2 separate regions of the Macaca mulatta genome follow, and region 1 is linked to region 2. Evidence: chromatin contacts called from public Hi-C data. All regions are on one chromosome and are shown on one strand. Each heading gives the region's core, a stretch centred on a gene start, on an enhancer-like site or on the middle of the called end of the contact. The rest is flanking DNA. Distances are from core to core; before and after follow the strand shown. Region 1 holds the start of KLF6 (KLF transcription factor 6). Region 2 has its middle 31 kb from the start of PITRM1.

Region 1 (3,469 bases), core at 507-3,006, 600 kb before region 2:
CCTTCCCCTTCATCTCCGGCTCCCCCTGATCCAGGGTGCCTGGCCCTCAGCGGGGGACTTGCTCCACACTCCTGCTTACTTTGGAACTAGTGGGGCCAAGGTCACAAGCGCTAATTACTGAGCGAACCCTGCCCCCAACACAACGGCTGCCCAAACGCTCTTGGCTGCCAGTTACTGGGGCCCGGTCAGTGGGCACTTGGGTAAATCTGTAGATGGTTCAAAACAAAGCCATTTGCATTCCTAGAAACAGTTAAGGTACAGGTCCCCAAGGAGGGCTGGTCCTGGCTCTCGGTTGCTGGGGTAAATGTGATGAACACTGGCCAAGAACACTGTCAATTCACTCTGCACAACCTTCACAGCCCACATACCACAGGTACAAGACAAACCACCCTTCTCCACTCCAGACTCACTAAGGTCCCCACCTAGTCTTAAGCCACAGGCTTCTGCCGGACTCTCTAAAATTAAACATACAAAACCCTTTTTTTTTTTTTCCTAGTCCATTCTTTCAAAATGTTTAGTGTCCGTTAAACTCTTATTTTGAAACAAAAACTATAATACAGTTACAATTCAGTTTCCCATTTTGGATTTTAAAATGCTCTGGTTAGCGTTCTCGACATTTTTCTTAAAAATCAACATGACGGTATATTTTCGGAGATAATTTATATGGAAAAACACACACACACTAAATGTCGGCTTCCACCTAATTTAAATTGTTTACACATTCATGGGAAAACCTAGCTGTTAACCTTGGTGAGGGCTGAGATCGCCCTCTACAAGATAAACACGTTTCTCCCAATTCCAAGGGGAGCCTGCGTGCTCCCCTCCCCCACTCTGGTGGACCTGAGGACAGAGGGGAGAGAAGGGACGTAGGAATCGATGGGGACAGAGAGGGGCTCAGGGATGGAGGGGGACAGAGAGGGGAACCCCAAGGTTAGAGAAGAGAGGGGGACCGGGGGATGTAGGGGAACAGAGCGGCGTAGAAGGGGACAGTAGGGGACGGGGCGGCCCCACGCGTAGAAGGGGACAGTTGGGGACCGGGCGGCTCCGGACGTAGAAGGGGACAGTTGGGGACCGGGCGGCCCCGGGCGTAGAAGGGAACAGCTGGGGACTGGGCGGCCTCGGGCACAGAGGGGGACGGGGGAACGGGGCGGCCCCGGGACCTGACGGCCGAGAGAAGCAGGACGGGGCGGCCGCCCGCGGGGTGCGCTGCCGGAACCGGGACTCGCGCGGCGACGGGGCCCGGCTTGGTGACCCGGACGGGCGCGGGGTGGCGGGACCGGGCAGCAAGGAAGGGGGACTGGGACTGGGGACGGGCGACGCGGCCCGCCCGGGCTCTCCCAGCCCCGGATCCCTCAGCCCCGGCCGCAGGTGCAGCACAGCGCTCGGCCGCGCACCTCACAGCGCGGACTCCTCCGGCGCGCCGCCGCCCGCGCCTTATATACCCTGCTAAAAATAGCCTGCGAGGCCACTCTCCAATCAGAACGAGCAGAGTTCGAATTGAACCAATGGTGCGGGCCGTGATGGAGAGTCTCGGTCACGCCAGGCGGGGCCGCTGTGTGTCGCCGCCCGCGATTGGCCGGAGCTGACATCATCGGCGCGCAGCCCCCGGGCCGGGAGCCACGGGATTGGGCCGCGCGCGGGGCGGGCACGGGGCGAGTCACGTGGGGGGAGGGGGAGTGGGGGGAGCCAGGCGGGGGCGGAGGGGGAGGCTGGCAGCGGAGCTTTGAATAGGGAAGTTTTGCAGGGGTTACGTTTGCAGTCAGTCCGGTGTTTGCAAATATTGTGTGGGCTCCGCGCGCTGCGGGCTGCGGGAGGGTCCGGCCGGGCGTCTCTGCGAGCCTGGAGTTTGCATGAAACTTTCACCTGCGCTCCGGGGAGACTTTCGGCTCCGGCTCCCACCGCGCGCCTCGCCGCCCTCGCGACCGCGGGCTCAGTCCGACCCGGCCCGACATGGACGTGCTCCCCATGTGCAGCATCTTCCAGGAGCTCCAGATCGTGCACGAGACCGGCTACTTCTCGGCGCTGCCGTCTCTGGAGGAGTACTGGCAACAGGTAAACGCAGCCGGCCGCGGTTCCCTGCGGGCGCCGGGGTAGGGGGCGCGGGCCGGGGCGGCTGTTTGGGGTTCAGACCCGGTGCTCCCTGCGGTCCGCTGGGCCCGGGCCCCGCGCTGTCACCGGGGGATCGGGCGCAGCGCCCCCTCCGATCGATTCTTCAGCCCGCGAGCAGCGTCCGCCCAGGGAAGCCCCAACTCCCGGCGCAGCCCGGCCAAGCCCCTGGCACGAGTTCGGAGCCTGTCCCTGCTCCAGGCGCCACAGCTGGAGCTTGTCATGGGGACCAACTTGCTCTGCCTGCCAAGGTTTTTGTTTTTTGTTTTTTGTTTTTTTTAAGATTTTGTTTTTGTTTTGCTTTTTGGTGCTTGTACATAACGGCTTTTTTTAAAATATCACATTTTGCCAGCAGAACGTAGACCAGCTCTCTCATTTATTTTTAATTTTTTTCGTTTTTTAAAACTCTAGACCATTTCCAATGTGTTTTCCCCTCTTTGGAATGCCTAACATTTCCCCTAGATCTGCCTTATTTGTCTTACGTGCTTCTCTTGTTGACCAAGAAAAATAAAAATAAACAAAACTGTGTACACTCCAGTGACTTGTCAGTCTTGTGACAATGAGCCCGTCCAAACTGCTTCAAGTCTTAGCTTGGGAAAAAGGACCTCGGTTTCCGACGTTGTCGTAGAACTGGAATTTGGGGGCATTGGAAATTTTAAGAAACTTACCATGTCCCTGTGCTTATCGGTAGCATCGCCCGAGGGGAGAGAGACTGACACTCGTCCCATTGTCTCTCCAGCGATCGCAGGAGGGTTTACTGTTGTCTCCCTGCCCTGCTGTGCTGTTTGTTTTTCGTCACAAAGTGAATTGCCAGATCAAATAGAGGCTGTGGGTTTCCAAGCCTCGAAAGCTTTAAGGAGGATGAAATGCAGGGTGTTGCAACCTTCACACGCCTGCTTAATTGTTCACAATCCTCTCCTGCCTTTTTCCCCCTCCCCCTCTTGTTTTTTTTCTCCTCAAAGAAGCTGCTCCCTGGGACGTGATTGAAATTGATCTAAGTAGTTTCCTTCGGGCATTTGGGATTTGGGCAAACGGCCAGACCTGGCTCCTGGTCGCCTTCGGAGGCTTTTAAACTCTCCCAGAGCTTCGTTCAGGTCCCGGGTGCTCATCAGCGTAATGGAGATTTTAAATTAGCCGGATTATTAAAGTTTAACAAGATCTCCATAAATGTGCTTTTCTTTTTTCTTTGGAAAATCAATTAGATATATCGCTGCTGCCCCTCTTCAGAACGCTGTAGTGTGCATTGTAACTCAGACGCCTAGTTTCGGGGGAAAGGGGAAACCATGATTTTCCCGTGTGCTTGCTCACACTGGCTGTGTGCGAGCCTGGGGAGGGGGAGGGATTGCCTGTGGCAGGAGAGAGG
Region 2 (3,767 bases), core at 540-3,039:
CCCAGCACTTTGGGAGACTGAGAGGGAAGGATCATTTGAGTCCAGGAGTTCGAGGTCAGCCCGGCCAGCATGGCAAAACCCCTTCTCTCCTAAAAATACAAAAATTAGTTGGGTAAGGTATCACGTGCCCGTAGTCTCAGCTACTCGGGAGGCTGAGGCAAGAGAATGGCTGGAGCCCAGGAGGCAGAGGTTGCAGTGAGCCAAGATCACACCACTGCACTCCAGCCTGGGCGACAGAGGGAGACCTTGCCTTAAAAGATAAACAAATAAGTAAACAAACAAACATTCTGAAGCATAAAAATCTTCAAACATAACATTCTTGAGGCAAGCAGAGAAAGTTCCCAGAAACAAAAGGCTTTCATTAAAGAAAAACAATCTATTGAACTAATGAACCAATGAATGAATGAATGAATGAAATGTAAAATGTTATTTAAGTGTGAGGGGTGGGCACGCCCACCAGGGCAGCTCACCCCTGCGTGCCTCACTGCAAACCATGCCACATATCAGGTTGGCGTCCAGCAACAGCCCGCCCACCGTTGGGTTCCTTCTTTTCACCTGGTGTTGCTCTGATTTTCCGGTTCTTTGTTTATTTGAACGTTTCTAGGTTGCTGTGTCTCCCTCATGGCCTCCACCCTCCCTCCCCCGACCCAACTTTGCCTCCCCCAGTCGCTGGGATCCCAGCACAGTTCTGACTTCCAAGTTATGCTGGAAAATTCCAGTAGAGAACTCAGACTGAGCTGTTCGCTGCAGACCTGATTTTCATAGCCCGGTGATTCTAGTGTTGCCTACGTGGCCGTGGGAGCTCCGGGTATTTGCCTGCCATGCAAATCATGATGGGGATGCCTGCCTTTAGACCTGGAGTCTGCAGCCACCGACCCACCTGCTCCACGCCTCACTCCGCACTTCTCTCAGTTCTCAAAGGCAGTCACCCTCCCCCAGTCCCTCAGAAAGAAAGTCCCGCTGATGAAGTGAAAGGACTGCAGGTCACAGCAGAGAGAAAATTCCTAAACTTCTGGCTTCTCGATGCAAACACATTGCACGTGGCATGGCTCAGCGTGTCGCGTTCCATCCCAGAACCGCTCATCCTCACTCAGCATCACCGTGAACTTCCCCCCAGGTCCAATCCAGGACCCCGCAACCGCAGTGCCTGCCACGTGCTCCCGCATTCACCATCGGGAAGTGTATGCCAAAAGGAAAATTCTAAGTCCCTCAAGCCTCATCACACCCCACTCTTCTGGGGTTTAGGCACAACTGGCCAGCATTTACGTTGGAACAGAGACCACGAGACTGACAGAGAGAACTCTGTGGCGATACAATACCAAATTATACTCGGGACCTAAGGCTGTACCAGACAAAGGTTAAGTCACGCACCCCACACTTAAAGAATAAACTGTGTTCTAACTCTCATAAGGTGTTTCTTTTTCTCTGGCAGCTAAATAAGCCCTGGCCTCGAGATAAGCAATGTTGCAGCAGTTACAGCTCACCAACCATCAGACACTGCCCAACGGAACCCCGTTTCGGCAGCCACCACTACAGTTTTGATTAGGCAAGAGACTGATTTCAGTAACTTTCTTCTGATAAAAAGACCCCCAAGCATGGACTGGTTCCAGCCGCTTCACAGAGGCTGAGCACTTAAGTTCCTCTGTGTCCTGAAAAGAACTTTCGATGTATATGGCCCAAGTGAAATTCGTTTAAATGCTAGGTTTACACCCCAAGGAGAACTTGGGTCTTATGTAACAGGCGTGTTTGTTCATTATGCATGTGCCAGCCCCCTTCATAAATATTCATAGATCCTCCTATAATCTGTTGAATATGCATGATTGGTTAATCCATTCAGCATGGACCCCCGTTCCATCCTCCTTTCCCTCGCAGTGCCTGCCTTGCAGGCTCCAGGCTGGGCTACACTTCCCAGACTGTTGGGATGGCCACCTTGCAGCCTGTAAACCTTTGGCAGGAAGGTAAACCTTTGGCAGGAAGTTTCCTTTCTAAATGTGTAGGTTGTGTCATTTAGAGTTAACAAAGTTCTTGAAATTTCTCTTTCATTCTTTAACAAATATGAGCGGGTCATCTATCCCATGCCAGGCACTAGAAGAAGTGAACAAGACACAGTTTATCACAAACTTTAAGGAACTCTCAATCCAGTGAGGGTAAACAGGCAGGGAAAGTGGCAAGTTCACAGGCAGCGCTAAGTGCTCCACAGGAAAGCCCTCCCTAGGTTAGTGACAGGGTTTGGCTGTGTCCCCATGCAAATCTCATCTTGACTTGCAGCTCCCACGATTCCCACGCGTCATGGGAGGGACCCGGTGGGAGGTAATTGAATCATGGGGGTGGGTCTTTCCCGTGCTGTTCTCGTGATAGTGAGTGAGTCTCACGAGATCTGATGGTTTTACACAGGGAAGTTCCCCTGCACAAGCTCTCTCTTGCCTGCTGCCAGGTAAGACGTCCCTGGCTCTTCCACCATGATTGTGAGGCCTCCCCAGCCCTGTGGAACTGTGAGTCCATTAAACCCCTTTCCTTTATAAATTACCCAGTCTCTGGTATGTCTTTATTAGCAGTGTGGGAGCAGACTAATACAATCAGAGTCCCCAGTAATGAGCAGGGCCAATCGGACAGCTGGGCCGAGCACTACCCCTGGACCAGTGCGTCTGGCTTCCTGCAAAGGTGGGCTTTATGTCTTGGCAAGCTACAAGGATCCCCTGCACAACCAGCTACCCGGAACCCCTTCCCTCCAAAAGAATCCACTCTTCTGGTTGAGGAAGGGTGTCTTGTTCATATCTATGCTTTCAACCCCAAACAGACCACCCAGCACTCAGTTTTTACTTGTTTTACGAGACTTGCAAGCATCAGTTATGATCAGATGGGACAGGGTTCCAATCATTTGCCTCATTTGCAGGATGGTGATCTTGAGCCTAGGGAATGAGCCTGCAGCCACGGGTCCTGACACCTGGGGACCCGCTTGCCGCCAGGTCTGGAGAGTTTCCAGTGGGCTCTTAGAAGGCTGTAAGGCAGCCAGGAGCAGCGAGCAGCACCTGAGCCAGAGTGAGCAGCTTTGACTCAGTGGGTTTCCTGACGCATCGTTGAGACCACACACACGACTCATCCATCCTCAGCCTTCCAGAAATGAGCCCCGCAGATGGCCCTGTGTGCTGCGATTTGCTTCCTCACATACTTCTCTGTGTCTTAAGTTCTCCTTCTGCCTCACCTGCTGGTCCCTGCAAGCTGCCCTCCTCACCTCCCTGCTCACCTGCTGACGCCGCAACCTGAATCTTCACTCTGGTTCCAGCCCAGACACACACACGGGCCTCACCTGCCCTGGCAGTGGAGGGGACCCTAACCGGCCACGGACCCTAACCAGCCAGGGACCCTAACCAGCCGGCGACCCTGCGGCCACGCTGGGCAGGTGAGGCCCGTGTGTGTTTGTGCTTCACTTTGCCCCGTGACATCCAGGCAGGTGACCGTCTGTTCTGTGTGTGCTGCCTGAATGTCTGTGAGAAAGCTGCCCCGATTTCTACTAAAACTAAACCCAGGTTGGGAGACACCTCCAGGTCGGCAGGAGCTCAGGGGGTGTAGAAAAGCTGAGGCCAGTGGCTGGATCCCCTCCCCACGTCTGCCTCCACCTGCATGATCTCTCTGCTGCTTCCTCAAGGCTGAGCCATGCTTCTCCAGCCTGGTGTATCCGTGCACAAGGGTTGTGGTCACAAAGCACCACAGATTGGGGTTTTAAGTCCCAGCAAGGTATTTCTCACTGTCCTAGAGGCTGCAAGTCT

The links. Hi-C and Micro-C count contacts between places; a contact is called where the count stands out from the background.
Region 1: a Hi-C map of fetal cortex germinal zone shows a contact between it and region 2, with 4 times the contacts expected there. The contact joins the promoter of KLF6 here to the enhancer-like site in region 2. A contact is called at or near these places in 3 of 14 Hi-C or Micro-C datasets (fetal cortex germinal zone, fetal cortical plate and fibroblasts).

The regions. Positions count from the first base shown.
Region 1 is chr9:5,340,610-5,344,078 of T2T-MMU8v2.0, reverse strand. KLF6 (KLF transcription factor 6) reads left to right here and starts at 1,756. Exons shown (of 4, transcript XM_015146365.3): 1 at 1,756-2,052. The coding sequence starts at 1,951. It overlaps LOC107000013 (a long non-coding RNA gene), which reads right to left and starts at 1,412. Exons shown (of 2, transcript XR_013397895.1): 1 at 1-1,412.
Region 2 is chr9:4,739,368-4,743,134 of T2T-MMU8v2.0, reverse strand. No RefSeq gene overlaps it. Among named protein-coding and RNA genes, the nearest start is that of PITRM1, 31 kb to the right of the region's middle. Within about 2 kb of position 1,789, at least 3 of the 40 cell types and tissues checked have an H3K27ac peak or open chromatin away from gene starts, as enhancers often do. A contact at or near this core is called in fetal cortex germinal zone, where this site is marked.